Regions from separate parts of the Sus scrofa genome. Here regions 2, 3, 4 and 5 are each linked to region 1. The links are chromatin contacts, called in public Hi-C and HiChIP or PLAC-seq maps. All regions are on one chromosome and are shown on one strand. The core of a region is the stretch at or near the end of the contact, and the rest is flanking DNA. Distances in the headings are between cores, read along the strand shown. Region 1 has its middle 110 kb from the start of EEPD1. Region 2 has its middle 110 kb from the start of KIAA0895. Region 3 overlaps EEPD1 (endonuclease/exonuclease/phosphatase family domain-containing protein 1). Region 4 overlaps EEPD1 (endonuclease/exonuclease/phosphatase family domain-containing protein 1). Region 5 overlaps EEPD1 (endonuclease/exonuclease/phosphatase family domain-containing protein 1).

What was found. A called contact is a pair of places that touch in the nucleus more often than the background predicts. HiChIP or PLAC-seq counts read pairs in DNA pulled down with a chosen protein or histone mark.
Region 2: a contact with region 1 is called in a Hi-C map of skeletal muscle, with 5 times the contacts expected there. The contact joins two enhancer-like sites. A contact is called at or near these places in 3 of 5 promoter capture datasets (fetal liver, fetal skeletal muscle and liver), 37 of 47 Hi-C or Micro-C datasets (adipocytes, adipose tissue, alveolar macrophages and 18 more) and 2 of 2 datasets of contacts at active chromatin or transcription factors (alveolar macrophages and skeletal muscle).
Region 3: a Hi-C map of retroperitoneal adipose tissue shows a contact between it and region 1, with 2.2 times the contacts expected there. The contact joins two enhancer-like sites. A contact is called at or near these places in 2 of 47 Hi-C or Micro-C datasets (embryonic fibroblasts and retroperitoneal adipose tissue) and 2 of 2 datasets of contacts at active chromatin or transcription factors (alveolar macrophages and skeletal muscle).
Region 4: a contact with region 1 is called in an H3K27ac HiChIP or PLAC-seq map of skeletal muscle. The contact joins two enhancer-like sites. A contact is called at or near these places in 9 of 47 Hi-C or Micro-C datasets (fetal liver, heart right ventricle, liver and 5 more) and 2 of 2 datasets of contacts at active chromatin or transcription factors (alveolar macrophages and skeletal muscle).
Region 5: a contact with region 1 is called in an H3K27ac HiChIP or PLAC-seq map of skeletal muscle. The contact joins two enhancer-like sites. A contact is called at or near these places in 5 of 47 Hi-C or Micro-C datasets (embryonic fibroblasts, liver and skeletal muscle) and 2 of 2 datasets of contacts at active chromatin or transcription factors (alveolar macrophages and skeletal muscle).

The regions. Positions count from the first base shown.
Region 1 is chr18:38,060,719-38,063,586 of Sscrofa11.1, reverse strand. No RefSeq gene overlaps it. Among named protein-coding and RNA genes, the nearest start is that of EEPD1, 110 kb to the right of the region's middle. Within about 2 kb of position 1,361, at least 15 of the 83 cell types and tissues checked have an H3K27ac peak or open chromatin away from gene starts, as enhancers often do. A contact at or near this core is called in adipose tissue, fetal skeletal muscle, liver and 2 more, where this site is marked.
Region 2 is chr18:37,819,013-37,821,880 of Sscrofa11.1, reverse strand. No RefSeq gene overlaps it. Among named protein-coding and RNA genes, the nearest start is that of KIAA0895, 110 kb to the right of the region's middle. Within about 2 kb of position 1,425, at least 27 of the 83 cell types and tissues checked have an H3K27ac peak or open chromatin away from gene starts, as enhancers often do. A contact at or near this core is called in adipose tissue, fetal skeletal muscle and skeletal muscle, where this site is marked.
Region 3 is chr18:37,837,750-37,840,617 of Sscrofa11.1, reverse strand. The region is part of intron 3 of EEPD1 (endonuclease/exonuclease/phosphatase family domain-containing protein 1); the gene reads left to right. Among named protein-coding and RNA genes, the nearest start is that of EEPD1, 110 kb to the left of the region's middle. Within about 2 kb of position 1,472, at least 8 of the 83 cell types and tissues checked have an H3K27ac peak or open chromatin away from gene starts, as enhancers often do. A contact at or near this core is called in retroperitoneal adipose tissue and skeletal muscle, where this site is marked.
Region 4 is chr18:37,868,644-37,871,511 of Sscrofa11.1, reverse strand. The region is part of intron 2 of EEPD1 (endonuclease/exonuclease/phosphatase family domain-containing protein 1); the gene reads left to right. Among named protein-coding and RNA genes, the nearest start is that of EEPD1, 79 kb to the left of the region's middle. Within about 2 kb of position 1,396, at least 3 of the 83 cell types and tissues checked have an H3K27ac peak or open chromatin away from gene starts, as enhancers often do. A contact at or near this core is called in skeletal muscle, where this site is marked.
Region 5 is chr18:37,888,930-37,891,797 of Sscrofa11.1, reverse strand. All of the region lies in intron 2 of EEPD1 (endonuclease/exonuclease/phosphatase family domain-containing protein 1), which reads left to right. Among named protein-coding and RNA genes, the nearest start is that of EEPD1, 58 kb to the left of the region's middle. Within about 2 kb of position 1,352, at least 40 of the 83 cell types and tissues checked have an H3K27ac peak or open chromatin away from gene starts, as enhancers often do. A contact at or near this core is called in liver and skeletal muscle, where this site is marked.

The DNA.
Region 1 (2,868 bases), core at 112-2,611:
ATTTTTTATGGTCCTGAGCAGCAGGATGGGGGACGAGCTATTTAGACCTGAACGTAATCACAGTTCCCGGGCCAATCAGCATATCCGCTCGGGAACACAGGGCTCCTTGCGCAGCGCGGATGTGGTTTTAGTGCCAAATAACAGGGGTCAAAGGGCACATCTTTGCAATGGGGAGACTTCTATTCCCCATTCTTAGGACCTGACTGGGTTTTGCTTCTTTGTTTGTATTTTTTAGAAAAAGTAGAACGATTGCTCATTTCTCTTTACATTTAACTTCAAATCCCTTGTCTGATCCTGTCTGATTGGCAGTGCTTTTTCACAAGACTGTTTTACCTATTCACACGGAGCACGAATACCTGACGTTCCATCCGGAGGGTGACTTTTCCATGAGTGCTTCTCCCGGGCGCTGATGAATGAAGAGCTATACTTTAGAGAGGTTGGTCTGAATTCAGATTAAGGCAGCCATGACTAGGCCATCAGCATCATCAGTGTTTTCTGCACCAAGGCGGTTTGGGGAGCCCTGCATTCTTAGACCCAACCCCCCATGACCTCATCTGTAGAATGGGGATGACCTTACCTGCCCAGCCATTCCCACAGATTTGGAGAGGATCAAACAAGGGCATGGATGGGGAAGTGCTCTTTTGAGTTGCACAGACCGTCCTGGGATTGAGGTTTATTTCCACCATTTATTAATGACGGGTCCTTGGAAAAGTTACTTCACTGCATTGAGTCTTTGATAACTTACCTGTAAGGAAGGACACTGGTACCTGCCCACAAATGAGCTCCAAAGATTAAACGCGATTCCATGTATTGAAAGAAGGCGTAGTAACTGCTAAATACATAGTAGCTTTTACTACTATTGCAATCACCCCTAGGTTTAAAGCAGTCGCATCAACATAATGTTTCGTCAGCATCATCCATAGATTTGAAACAAGGGATATTTTGGGAGTTCCTTGGTGGCCTAGTGGTTAAGGATCTGGCATTGTCACGCTGTGGCATGGATTTGGGCTGGGAACTTCTGATGCCACAGGCTTGGCCAAAATATTAAAACAATTTTTTTTTTTTTTAAAGAAAGGATATTTTTGGAGCAGAGCAGTTGGAAAAAAATTTGGAAAATCTGTAGGGGGAGGAAAGTGCACGAAGTTGACGGGAAAGTTGGGAGAAAATGGCCTTTCTGGAGTGAAGTTCTGGGGTGGAGAGCCGTGGAAAACGGAGTCCAAGAAGTCAGCAGGAGCCAGACAGTGAAGGCCTCTTTCAGCTGGAATAAGACCTTAGATCTTGATCCGGAGAGTGTCAGGCCCTGAACTCTGTTTTTAGTGCTGGCCAGAGTGACTGGATTCCTCCCGTGATCCAGTGCCAGGACCTTGCAGCAGCAGGGCTTCTGAGCAGTGGGGCAGTGGGCCGAGCCCGCAGCAGAGAGGGGCCCTGGTTGGGTCATTTTGCTGAGGGCCCATGTGGTCAGCCCCAGGGTCATTGGCTCCCTGGCTGTGGTGCCAGCTGGGCTCACTCTCCAATTTGTTCATGTGACCCTGCCTTTCGCGGAGGGCTGGGGCTGCTCTGGCCCTCAGGTCCTCAGGTCATCTAATGCCTTGACTTTGTGTTTATCTTGACCTAAGTTTTTAAGGAAGAAATATGTGATTGTTATTATGGAAGTTACAAAGAAGAAAAGAAAGCCAGTAATTCCATTTTCAGACCTAACTACTGTCAGTTTACTTCTACTATGTAGGGTTTTTTTAAAATACTTTTTTTTTTTTTTCAGAGCAATTTATGGTTCATGGCAAAATTGAAGGGAAGATACAGATTTCCCACACACCCTGTACCCGTAACACATGTGCAGCCTCCCCTGTGCTCAGCCTCTAGCACCAGAGTGTGACATTTGTTACAAGTGATGAATTTTTTTTTTTTTTTTTTGGTCTTTTTGCCTTTTCTAGGGCCGCTTCCGTGGCTTATGGAGGTTCCCAGGCTAGGGGTCTAATTGGAGCCATAGCTGCCGGCCTACGCCAGAGCCACAGCAACGCGGGATCCGAGCCGCGTCTGCAACCTACACCACAGCTTATGGCAACGCTGGATCCTTAACCCACTCAGCAAGGCCAGGGATCGAACCCGCCACCTCATGGTTCCTAGTTGGATTCGTTAACCACTGAGCCACGACGGGAACTCCACAAGTGATGAATTTATATCGACACATTGTTATCCCCCAAAGTCCCTGGTTTGCTGACATTACATCCACTCTGGGTTTAAGACATTCTGTGAGTTTGGACCAGTGTGTGGTGGCCTGTATCCATCATTACGGTGTCATTGAGAGTATTTGCACTGCCCTAAAGACCTCTGGGCTTTACTTCATCATCCCCACCCTTTCCCCTGGCAATTGTTTATCTTTTTACTGTTTTCATAGTTTTTCCTTTTCCAAAATGGCCTACAGTTGGAATCAAACAGTACGTAACCTTTTCAGGTTGCTTCTGTCACCTAGAAATATGCATGTAAGTGTTTTCTGTGTCATTTCATGACTCAATAGCTTATTGCTTTTTGGTGCTGAGTGATATTCCATTATCTGGATACCCCCCAGTTTATTGATCCATACTGCATGGCGTCTTGGTTGTTTCCAGTTTGGGGCAGCTTTGAATAAAGCTGCTATAAATATAAAATTTTAAACATGATTTTGTAATACCCTTCTTTCATTCAACAATATATCATGGGAGTTCCTGTTGTGGCTCAGTGGTAATGAACCAAACTAGTATCCATGAGGACGAAGGTTTGATCCCTGGCCTCTCTCAATGGGTTAAGAATCCAGCATTGCTGTGAGCTGTGGTGTAGTTCACAGATGTGGCTCAGATCTGGCTTTGCTATGGCTGTGGTGTAGGCTGGCAG
Region 2 (2,868 bases), core at 176-2,675, 240 kb after region 1:
CTGAGCCTCAAATAATAGGCCTCCCTCCTTGCTGCCGTGGGGACGTCCCGAAAAGCAAAACAAAAAGGGGGCCCTCTGAGGGCTGCCTTTCTCCAAAGCCGGAGGGACGTTGTTCTCTTTGTGCGTCTCTGATCTGATGGTGGGAGTTCTCCTCTCCTGCAGATGCGACATCCCAACCTAGACATCGGAGTGTCAGAGTCTCATCACCCAGCCTGGCCGAGGTCTCCACCATCCGTGGACAGGAGGTAAGTGCACGTCACCTGAGGCCACCACAGGGCTTGTTTTCGGAGGAAAGGGGTGAATGGCTGCCACACCATTCACTCCCCTTAACCTGGCTCCCGTCCTCACACGTTCTTGCCCACAGCTCAGCTCCTCAAAGCACTTTACACTTTGACCCACTTTATTCCCCAGAAGAGTCCACCAAAATGGGTCCTGCTATCATTTGTGGTTCCTTTCACAGATGAGGAAACTGAGGCCCGGAGACGGTGACAGAGAAGGGTCGTCAGCTAGGAGTGGCAGAGCGGAGAGGAGCCAGGCCATCAGATGCCAGTGTCACACGTGCCTCACTGGGCTCCTGCTGGAGTTCTGCTCAGTGCTTCCGCTGGCCTTAGCTGGATGCAAACTCACACCACAGACATCAAGTGGGGGCACGTCTCACCCGAGGGACCCAGGAGGGGGGGTCCCTGATCGGTAACCACAGGCCCAGGTGTGGAGCCAGCCGACCTGGCTGCAGAGTCCCAGCTCTGGTGACTGAGCTGCGGGCCCCTCTGCACGTTCTGCTTGTCAGCTGGGTCCCAGGTTTCTTATTTGTTAAATGACCATGGAACAAACCCCTCAGGATTGCAGAGACTGAATAACATGTATAAAGTTCTTAGCACACTGACCCCAGGGCCCAACTCCGGGGTCGGGGAACCGTTTACCGTGACACATGGTGAGAGTTCAGGAAGCAGTTTAAAATTTTTTTTTAAGGAGTTCCCGTCGTGGCGCAGCGGTTAACGAATCTGACTAGGAACCATGAGGTTGCGGGTTCGATCCCTGCCCTTGCTCAGTGGGTTAACGATCCGGCGTTGCCGTGAGCTGTGGTGTAGGTTGCAGACGCGGCTCGGATCCCGCGTTACTGTGGCTCTGGCATAGGCCGGCGGCTACGTCTCCGATTAGACCCCTAGCCTGGGAACCTCCATATGCCGCAGGAGCAGCCCAAGAAATGGCAAAAAATAAAAAAAAAAATTTACATTTTTATCCTCGGAGACTCTCTGTTCCCTCAAATGGAACGGGAGCTTTGTGATTTCCCAACAGTATGTCATCCTGGACTGTCACTGGTCCAGCTGGGCCCATAGAAATAAGGATCCTCACGCGGCGGAGCCTGTCACGTGGATGCTGATCATCTGGCCCGCGTTTCAATGAAAAAGACGCAAAGGGCTCCCTAATCCGAGGCTGCGCTTCATGGCTCCCCCTGGTGGGGAAACGTGGTAAGACACACAGTAAACAATCTTCCAGGGATGGCGCCTGGAATTTGTTTTGCGTTGACAGATGGCAGATGGACTAGTCTCCCAGAAGCAGTAAGAGCTGAACTCAGATATAGCATCTTACCTGGCATCATCGCTGGACCAATGGTGGGCACATTTAGCCTTAGAAAGTCTCGATTCCCAGCCGGGCTGCAAAATGATGGAGCCCTTCCCCCGCAGGGCGTGAGGCTGTGCAAACAGCTGGCTGGTCCGCTGCCAGCGCCCCGCCTCCTTGGCTCGTCCCTGCCTGCGCCTGTGAGCCTTTAGCCCAGAGGCAGGATGTTCTTAAAACTTACAGAATTAAAAGCTCAAGTTTGCTAGAAGCGTTAGGATTAATTATAAGATTAATTAATAATCGGATGGTCTACCTTCCCCCTGTACAGTGAATATGAGAGGATTGGTAGAGCTTAAAATCCAAAAAAGATGCTTAAATTTACAAACTGTGGCTAGGTGTCGAAGCTAGACTATGGGAACTTAGGGGTTTGTGGCATTTCCTACTTTTGTATGTTTTAAACATTCCATAATATACAATGAAATAAATGCATAAATAATAAAAGGCCCGAGCCAAAAAAGAGACGTCAAACATTTATACTTTTCAGCAGAATAAATACTGCATTTCACTGTGGACCAGGTGTGCTAAAGTCCTCACAGCAGAGGTGGAAACATGTGGACGAGATTAACTCCTATAATTCTTTCTCTTTCTGCCATTGCCCGAAGTGGTATTTTGCTAGGAAGAAGTCACCAAAAGTGAGTGCGCGTTTAATTCTAGAATGGGGAAATTAAAATGCATGTATTTGGAGGGTAAATTAGTCGTACCAGAGAGAAGAAAGGGGTCTTTAAAAGCCTTGGGCTGCTTCTCATTCATTACACATGGTGCACCCACCAGGCTGGGCCTTGGGGGTGGGTGGGGGAAGAGGAAGGAGGGCCCTCCCTTCCAGGGCCTCTGGGCTGTGGTCCTGGGCTGTGCGTGTCTCCACCGTGCCACCCCTGCAGCCTCAAAGGCCTGGATGTATGGGATCCCTGTATTCTCCACTGTTCCTCTTGGTGAGGCTGGAAGGAGGCGGCAGGGTCTCCTCTGAAAAGGTAGCCAGCAGGGATCTGAGAGCCAGGCCGTTAGGAAGCTCATGGCTCCATTTTGACTCTGGAAGCCTCATGCAGCAGCCAGACAAAGCAATTCATTCCTGCATCTTCCATCTTGTAAGAAAACCACGAGCCCCCTAATAAAACAGAACCCTGAGCCCCCAGGCTGGTGGTACCTGGAGACGGTGCTCCACGCAAGAGGGCCAGACCCTTCCTGCCCAGCTCTCTGCCCGTTTCCCCCCTGCTGCTGCCCGCTCACCACTGGAGTTCCCCCCCGCCACCG
Region 3 (2,868 bases), core at 223-2,722, 220 kb after region 1:
AGGCCACAAGAGCAAGGCTTCAGATGCACAAAATACAGGTGCCCCTTAGAGGTCAGCAATGAGGGTTCCTTGTCTCCCCGAGTTTACCTTTGTGGGAAGGGCTCTTAACTATAAAACAAAACGGAGATGGACTTTCCTTCATTCACACCAGCTTTGCAGCTGAGTCTGAGTCACCAGGAGCGGCTGGTAAAATGCACATCACCAGGCTCCACCCGGACACTAGCTCCGTAGCATGTGACGTTCCCAGGTGATACTGATGCTCACCTTGAACTAATGCTACTTTAGTCCCCAGAGCCCATCCCGGAGAGTGGCGTGCATGGAAAACAGCGTCAGCCTGTGCCACCTCTTCCCAGTTCCGGCCCTGCCTATCCAAGCGGCGTGGCAAGAGTGGGGATGTTGAGGCTGGACTGGCGTTTGGGGCACACCTGTCTTCAGGTGTCTGGAGGTCCCATGAGGGTCGGGAGAGATGAGATTACCGCTGTCTGCACATCCCTCTTCCCAGCAGAGCGGGGGTGAGGGGCTCTCTGATCTGACTGGTTGGCTGATCCCCCCAGGGCTTTTAAAGATGCGCTTTCAGGCTTCTTTCCGGGGTGCCTCCTAGGAGATTCAGCCCAGCAACCCGGTTCAGGACCCCCTGCGTGGAGAGGAGTGAGACACCAGATGGGCAGTGAAGAGCCGCTCTCCTTTTTAATGACTGTTGGATTCAGGTCTAATGATCACTCAGCAAGCAAATGATGCCTCAGCAGGAAATTGGGCCCTTTGTGAAGTCCATTTCCTCGCTGGATCCCTGAAGTTAGAGTCAATAAATTCCGCCTGCATTTTCCAGAGTGCTTTATTTCCCACCCGAGGATGGCTACCGGCCAGGACCATCTGGCCGTGGGGACTTGTCCGGGTGAAGCTCCCCCTTTGGGAATAACACTGTCCCTGGGCAGGGTTGAAAGAAGAATGGATGGAAGTCACTGATGACCCAATTTCAGAGGGAACACTTCCCAGGCAAACTCAAAGTCAGGTTAAAATTGAGGTAATTATTTAAATAATTAGCTTTAGGAAGAAATTCCTCCTTTTGTTGATCATACGCGGATTCGAGGGCAGTGGTCTTCCCTGGAGTTTCCTGGTTCACCAACAGATGCATCGCTGGGTGCCGTGCTCTGTGCCAGGTGGGCTTTTTGAAGGCGACTTGGGGACAGTCTCTGCCCTTTTGGCGTCCACTGCTGGAGAGAGGCAGACATGTCAACATCTGACTGTAAAAGCAGCCTGACTCCTAGGGCCGTCCGTGTCTAGAGTGGCCCTCTCAGCACGCGTCCTCCCTGCCTGGTCTCATTTTCTTCATAGCACTTGTCACTATAGAAGTGACCGGCCTTGTCTTCCCTGTTGCAGTATAAGCAACGGGCGAGCAAGAGACCGGACTGTGAGACCCTGGGCTCCCATTGGAGGCGAGCTGCCCAGGGAGGGCATGATTGCAGCTCTCTGCAGTGAGGTGTTCCGACAGGGCTGCCAGCTGATGGCCATCTGCCCACAGTACTGCCCAGATCTGGGGCAGCTGCAGAGGTTCTCGGACCTTAGCAGGCACAGAGTCCCTTGAAAGGCTTATCAAAACACAGGATGCTGGGGCTCACCCTTGAGTTTCTGATCCAGTGTAGGATGCGGCCAGAGACTTTCTAACAAGTTCCCAGGTGATGTTGATGCTCCCGGGCTCTGAGGACACAGGGGATGGTGCATCAGCACAGCCGTCACAATGTAGCCAGCAGACAGAAGGGGGGTGATCAAATGACAGAGAGGCAGGGTGACTTCTTACAGCTACGCCAGTGCCCCAGGTGAGAGAAGATAGGGCCCTGAATCAGGCCAGATGGGACTGGAGAAGAGCAAGAGGGCCCTCCAGACACGTGAGGATGGGTGGGGCTGGGTGAGAGATGGGACGTGGGTGGAGAGGGAAGAGTCAGAGCAGCTGGCAGGATGCCAGTGCCAGGAACCGAGATGGGCCTGCAGTTGGGAGGGGAACAGCGTGTTCCTTTGGGACCTGCTGGGTTTGTGCTTCTGTGGAAACCTTAAGAGGGGAACTTGAAAAAGGAAGTTGAAATACAATCCAAGATTCAAGGGAGAAATCTGAGCTGCAGGGACAGATCGGGGGCCTTTGGGGTAGAGATGTAAGCTAAAGCTGTGGGGCTGAGTAAGAGATAGCATGGACGCCCCAGAAAGAAGCCAGGAGACTGGCTTGTCGGGCCGGGCAGAGAGAGATGAGGGGGGTGTCCCGAGGTGCAAAGGGACAGGTGAGCGTCACCAGGAAGGGGCAGTGCCAGATTCCAGAGCGTCTCAGAAACTGAGCAAATCCTGGGGACGCCCCCAGAAAGAACCAACCCCAGGAAGTGGGATGGTTTTTAAGGGTGTTTTAGAGACACTGGTCCACATACTCTGAAGTCTGTAGTTTTTCAACTCCTCGTTTTACTTGGTGCAGTTTTATTTTGCCCTGATGCGAAAGTCACCTTACAGTTCCGTGATGGTGGAACACACAGAAGCAGAGGAGAAGCCCCCCTATAAACACACACAAGGCATGGTCACCGTCCATGACGGGAGGGCTTTCTTCTCAGAGGAAAATCAAGGTGAACAACGGAGTGGCTCATGGTGAAGCTGGGGTCAGTTGGTTTTTTTTTTTTTTTTTTTTTTTTTTTGCATTGTAATTGACTTTAACTATTGTATTAGTATCCTATGTACAACATAGTGATTCTCTGTGTTTATATGTTACGAAATGTTCACCAGGTCAATTCTAGTTACCATCTGTCACCGTACAAAGTTATTTCACTATTACTGACTGTCTCTTGGGGGTCAGTTTTTGCACGTCTCTTGGAAGCGGTGGGAAGAACAGACACGGTG
Region 4 (2,868 bases), core at 147-2,646, 190 kb after region 1:
CATTAATTGCGTGCATTCTAAGCCCTTCAGAGTGTTGCCTATGTCGACTTCAAAACTTGGCCTCAAAATGGCCATCTCTTTAAATAAAGCACGGCTGTCAGCTACTTTTGTGAGCCTTGCCCCTCTTCTCAAAGTCCGGTGCAAAGAAGAAATTGTAGTGCATTGCCACTTCCACCTGATGGGAGCTCTGCCATTCTCGGAGGGTGCTGACCAAGCACCAGACCCCCGGACAGACATGCCCTGTTGAGCCAGCTCTGCTGCTCCTCGCTGGAACCCGGGAGCGTCTCAGAGAAACATACCTCCCTGGGCTCGTGCTCCAGCAGCATCCTAGCCCCTGGGAGCCCTTAGAGGGCAGGGGCAATATTGCATTCATCTTTGTCCCCCTCATGCCTGGCACATTCACTATATGTTTGCGGAACTAGCAAAAGGACAGAAAGAGGGAAGGAAGGAGGGAGAGGTGGAGAGAGAAAGGGAGGGAAGGGGGAGCAAGATTGAAAGAGAGATGAGATCCCCTTCCAGGGTAAGAAGTCAGAGGTGTTGAGTGGAGGACTTGGTAAATGGGCTCGTTGCTCCTTCATGTGTGTGAAATTTCCTCCCAGGGAGTATCTGATGTGTTCGAAGAATATGGTACCATAAATACTGAAATAAATGCTCCCAACTTGAAGAGTTTCCAATAAGGTAAGAACTAACAGTAGGCTAGTTATGTAACAGGAAACATCTTGAATACTGCTAAAGACTTTAGCTCTAAGGAGGAAAAAAAGACAGCTTCCTGAAGAAGCTTCCATATGCAGCTCTAGCAGTAACTTCTGATTAACACATACTGTTTTCATTTTGAAACCCAACCCATCCAGATTTGAGTGTCCTATCATCACTTCTCCATCTTTTCTCCCATGCCCCTGAAGCAAGTCCTTCTTGTGCTGCTGGGTTTTAGTAGCATAAGAAGGTCTCTATTTTTTTCTGCCCATGCCTAATACACAAATACTGTTTGATATTGGTTTTAGAGCAGAAAATAAATTGATTTACTCTCTGTGGTCCACTTCAGTAGATTGGTCATGGCTCACTGGAGTGTTGAGAAGGATTCTGAAGCTCTAAGTTAAATGAGGGAAGGTTCAACGGGAAGAGGTGGAGAGGGTTGGAGAGTAGCAGTGTGCATGCCAGTATCTGCCGTCCCCGTTCAAGAGGAGAGTATAGGGGTGAGAGCAGGGACTAGCACCCTTCAGGTTTTGACTCTAAATCGTCACCTGGGAGTTCCTGTTGTGACTCAGCGGGTTAAGAACCCAACATAGTCTCCATGAGGATGCAAGTGAGATCCCTGACCTCGTTTAATGAGTTAGGGATCAGGCATTGCCGTGAGCTGCAGCCTAGGTCACAGCTGAGGCTCAGATCCAGTGTTGCTGTGGCTGCAGTGTAGGCCTCAGTTGCAGCTCCAATTTGACCCCTAGCCTGGGAGCTTCCATATGCCACAGGTGTGGCCCTAAAAAGAAAAATAAATAAATAAGAGTCAACTGAAGTTGTTTTAATTTAATAGTCATTGAAAGCCTGAACGGTTGATTCTCAGGTTGTGTTCTGCAGTGGTTTGGACGTAGTATCTTTGTAAGTATGTGGGGGGGGGGCGGTGATTATATTAACAGTGTTTAAACCTTTCCTCTACCCCGTTTATATCTGATCCTGAAATGGATTTCATGACTGTAAGGAGGGGCAGGGATGAGAGACTATTTTAAAAGTTCCTCCAGTACAAATATTTTCCAGTGGTTATTTCAGAAGCAGTTTAAGCTTTTGCAACTTGAGCCGCGACTGGAATCTCCTTAGCCTGTAACGTGCCATCCATCACATCGGTGGCCTGGAATCTAGACGTGTGTCCTGGGAATCAGTGTCCTGGGATGGCCGGTAGCTTTGCCTTGCCACCAGCCACATCTCGTTATGGCAGGCATTTCTACAAATGTACATAATGCCTTTCCCCCAGGGATCACGCGCATAGTTTTCAATGTTGTTGGAGACATTGCTTTTCAAATGGAGAAACTGAGGCTTGGCCAATGATTTTTAGCTCTCTGCACTTACAGCGACTTGGCCTCTAAGCCCCTGGGCCCTGCCAGGCAGCCAGTAAATATTCCTGAGTGTCCTCCATGTGTCAGAGTCACTACATATGGGGTGGTGAGAAGACCCTTGAGCCCTCAATCTCAAGGAGCTTCTGTGCTGTTTGGGAGGAAACGGACAAAAACACCCCAGCAAATAAATGCTTGAAGGTACCAGTAAGTGCCCTGAAACAAACAAACAAACAAACACACACATGCTGGTGACCAGGGATGCTGCTTAGACGAGACAGATTTGCACTCAGACTGGAAGGATGCAGTGAGATGCAGGCGTGTTGTCAATCTGGGGGAAGACTGTTCCAAGCCAGAGAAACAGCAAATGCAAACCTGTCTGAGAAATGAAGGAAAGTCAGTGACTGGAGCAGAGGGAATGCCCAGAGACCTGTCCATGAGCCCGGATGTTTGCTAAATTGGTGATGGTGGTTTCTTCGAGGCCTTTAGAACCTTTATTGCATTTGCTGGAGTTGCTTTTAAATAAACCTTTGCATTTGGCTGGACAGTGCTTGCTTAGCTGTGCAGAGAGATTACGGAGAATTCTGCACATTGAGGTGAACCTAATCATGGGCGTGGCTTCTTTCAAGAGGGTGTGTGGTGCAGGGGGGGCCCATTTCTGCTCCAGAGAACCATGCAGGTTGGTGGGGGAGGAGCACGGTGACCAGTAACCGGGAGCAGATTAGCTGGGTGGGGAGGGAGCCCGACCGCCCCATCAGCAGCTGACCCCTCCCTCAACAATGTGGCTCAAATCCCACTTCCTTCATGGTGTCCACCAATGCTTCCC
Region 5 (2,868 bases), core at 103-2,602, 170 kb after region 1:
ATTCCGGGTAGACCTTCTGGACCTAGTGTGTCCATTTTACAGCCCAGAGAGGTTAGGCCACCTGCCTGAAGTCCTCGCAGCTGTTCATCGAGGATGGGTCCAGGAGGAGCTCGCCAGGCCTAGAGCAGCCATCCATCTGGAAAAAGCGTTCCTGCCCACAATCTTTAGGAAGGGAACATAGGGTGGAAGAGCCCGTGCCTGAAACTTGATGATCAGGTGACCTCAGTTCCAGGGTCCTTTCCCACCTGCCGTTACCGTTTTTTGAGATTTGACACAAGACTATTTTGCATATGATGCTATAGTATCATTCATTAACGTTCAGTCAAATACGTGCTTTGAGGGCTGTGTGCAGTGTTTCTGTTGTAGTTACTGGGAGTCCTGGGAACGGGCACCATCACCATTTCTGGGCTTTTCCAAACCCAGGTGAAGTGGAATTTCAGTGCAAGGATTTTAACCCAGACAGGGAGCTGGGCTCTTGCTGTTTGTCCATACAAGGCTGTTGGCCACCGCCAGGGCAGGACAGAGCGCCCACGTGCCCGCCTGCAGCCCGCTGCCCTCCAGGAATGGCGAGCCTCCTCTGCAGTCAGCTGTTTTTATTTTTATCTCATCAGCGTGTTCCTCCTTTTAAAGCGTGAATCCTAGTGACCCGAATGAGCTGTCTGCCTGGGCCTGGGCCAGCGGGACTAGGTTACTCCCGTTCAGAGGCAGCCCTGGGCTGGGGTGGCAGGGATTGGGGGGTTCCCTGTGTGACTGGAAGGGGCAGGGCAGGGAGCCAGCGTGGCCTGCCAGACTGAGAAGTGCTTGGACGGGGGAAGGGTCGTGCTTAAAGGAAACGGGGGCTGGAAACCCCTCTCCCGCATGCCCCTCACAGCAGCCCATTAAAAAAAGCAAGCAAAGGTATTCCCATCATTGCTCAGCGGTAACAAACCTGCCTAGTATCCATGAGGGCACGGGTTCGATCCCTGGCCTTGCTCAGTGGGTTAAGGATCTGGCATTGGGAACTTCCACCACATACGCTGCAGGTGGGGCCCTTAAAAGCAAAAAAAAAAAAAAAACATAGTTTGCAAAACTCAGGTGTTACTATTTAGAAACCCCAAATCCAGTGTGTGTCCCTCTCTGAGGTGGGCTGTAAATAGAATCCAGGCCTGTTGGCTTTGGCGCCCGCGCATGAGAGGCACTGCTGAGATTTCATCTGGGCTGATGCATCAGAGCAGTGGGGTTTCTTACTTCGAGGCTGGGCACGGGGAGGGGTGTTCTTTCCCTGCAGCTGAGCAGCGGCTGCCCCAGGCTCTCAGGGGAGGATGTGGTAGAGTTTCAGAAACAGGAAGGCAGACGGCCGGCCCCACCCCACTGTTGGCGCATGAAAGTGGCATGAGTCAGAGGCAAGCAGTATAACATTGGTGGGCCCCTGGTGCTGTACCCGACTTGTGTGAAGTACGTTTCCTCTGTGGGCCCACGAGTCTCACCCAGCTGTTCTGAGAGCTTTTAATTATCAGAGGTGGTTTTCCTCCCAGAGGACAGTGTGGTCCCTGGGCTGGCATCATCACCTGGGAACTTGCTAGAAATGCAGATTCTCAGGCCCCGCCCACGCTCTCCAGCAGGACTCCGGGCAGGGCCCAAGCTACCTGTGTTTTTGCAGGTGCTCCAGGCAACCCCGATGCAGTCTAAAGCCTGGGAACCCCTACCCCAGAGGTGAAAAACACAGACCTGGAGCCAGTCTGGGCTCAAACCTCAGGAATATAGCTTTGGGCAAGTTGGGCAACCACTCTGCACCTCAGTGTTCTCGTCTGTAGATTGGGGGTGCAAACGGTACCTCCTTCGTGGGGCTGCATGGGTCACATTAAGGAAGAGATGGTCAAACCAGGACAGTGCTGGCACGTGGTGAGCACAGCCTGAGTGCTCTCAGAGTCAGCCAGCTTTGATCCCGAGCCTGCTGGACCTCATCCGCTCATTTCATTGTACCAGCCATGCCGCAGAAACCGAACTCAATGAGCTGTCACCACGTCTCCTTCTGCAAAAAATGTAGGCTGCTCCGTAGGCCTCAGCCGGCCAGGGGTCCCCTCTCTCATTGCCAGCTCTTGTTCCATAGTGGGAGTTGCTTAGAGCATGGAGAGAAGGGTTTCAAGGCCAAGGCCACGTTTAGCCTGTGTGGCACCTTTATTAACGTGTCTGTCCTGGACACACAAGGGGTTCTTCCCTCCTGCTGTTGCTGGTGGTCAGGAGCTTTTTGCCCCATTTTGCAGCTATGGGAAGGGCTGCCATCATGAAGTACCACAGGCTGGTGGCTTCAGCAACAGAAATTATTTCATCACGGTTTGAGGGACTGAAAGTCTGAGATCAAAGTGCCAGCAGAGTCGTCTCTTCCTGAGGCTCCGCTCCTTGGCTTGTGGGTGGCCGTCCTCGCTCCCTGTGTCGTCATGTAGTCTTGCCTCAGTACCTGTGTCTAAGTTTCCTCTTCTTTAAGGACACCTGTCATTCTGTATCAGGGCAACCCGCTTGGCTTCATTTTAACTTAGTGACCCCTTTAAAGACCGTGCCTCTGATGACAGTCACTTTCTGAGGTGCTGGCAGTTGGGACATCAGTGTATGTGATTCTGGGCAGTGAGGGTTCACTGAGCAGACAGGAAGTGGAGAGGTGGGGGTGGGGGGGCCAAAGGGAGGACCCCAGTTGGGTGGGGGAGGGGGGCCAAAGGGAGGACCCCCCAGAAGGTGGTGGTTGTAATAGTGACAGTGAGAGTCCAGAAATATAGGATGGATTTTCTTGAAGAAAATCTCGAAAATCTCAATATTCTTACTGATAGGTTTTTTTTGTTTGTTTTTTGGGTTTTTTTTTTTGCTATTTTAGGGCCACACCTGTGGCATATGGAG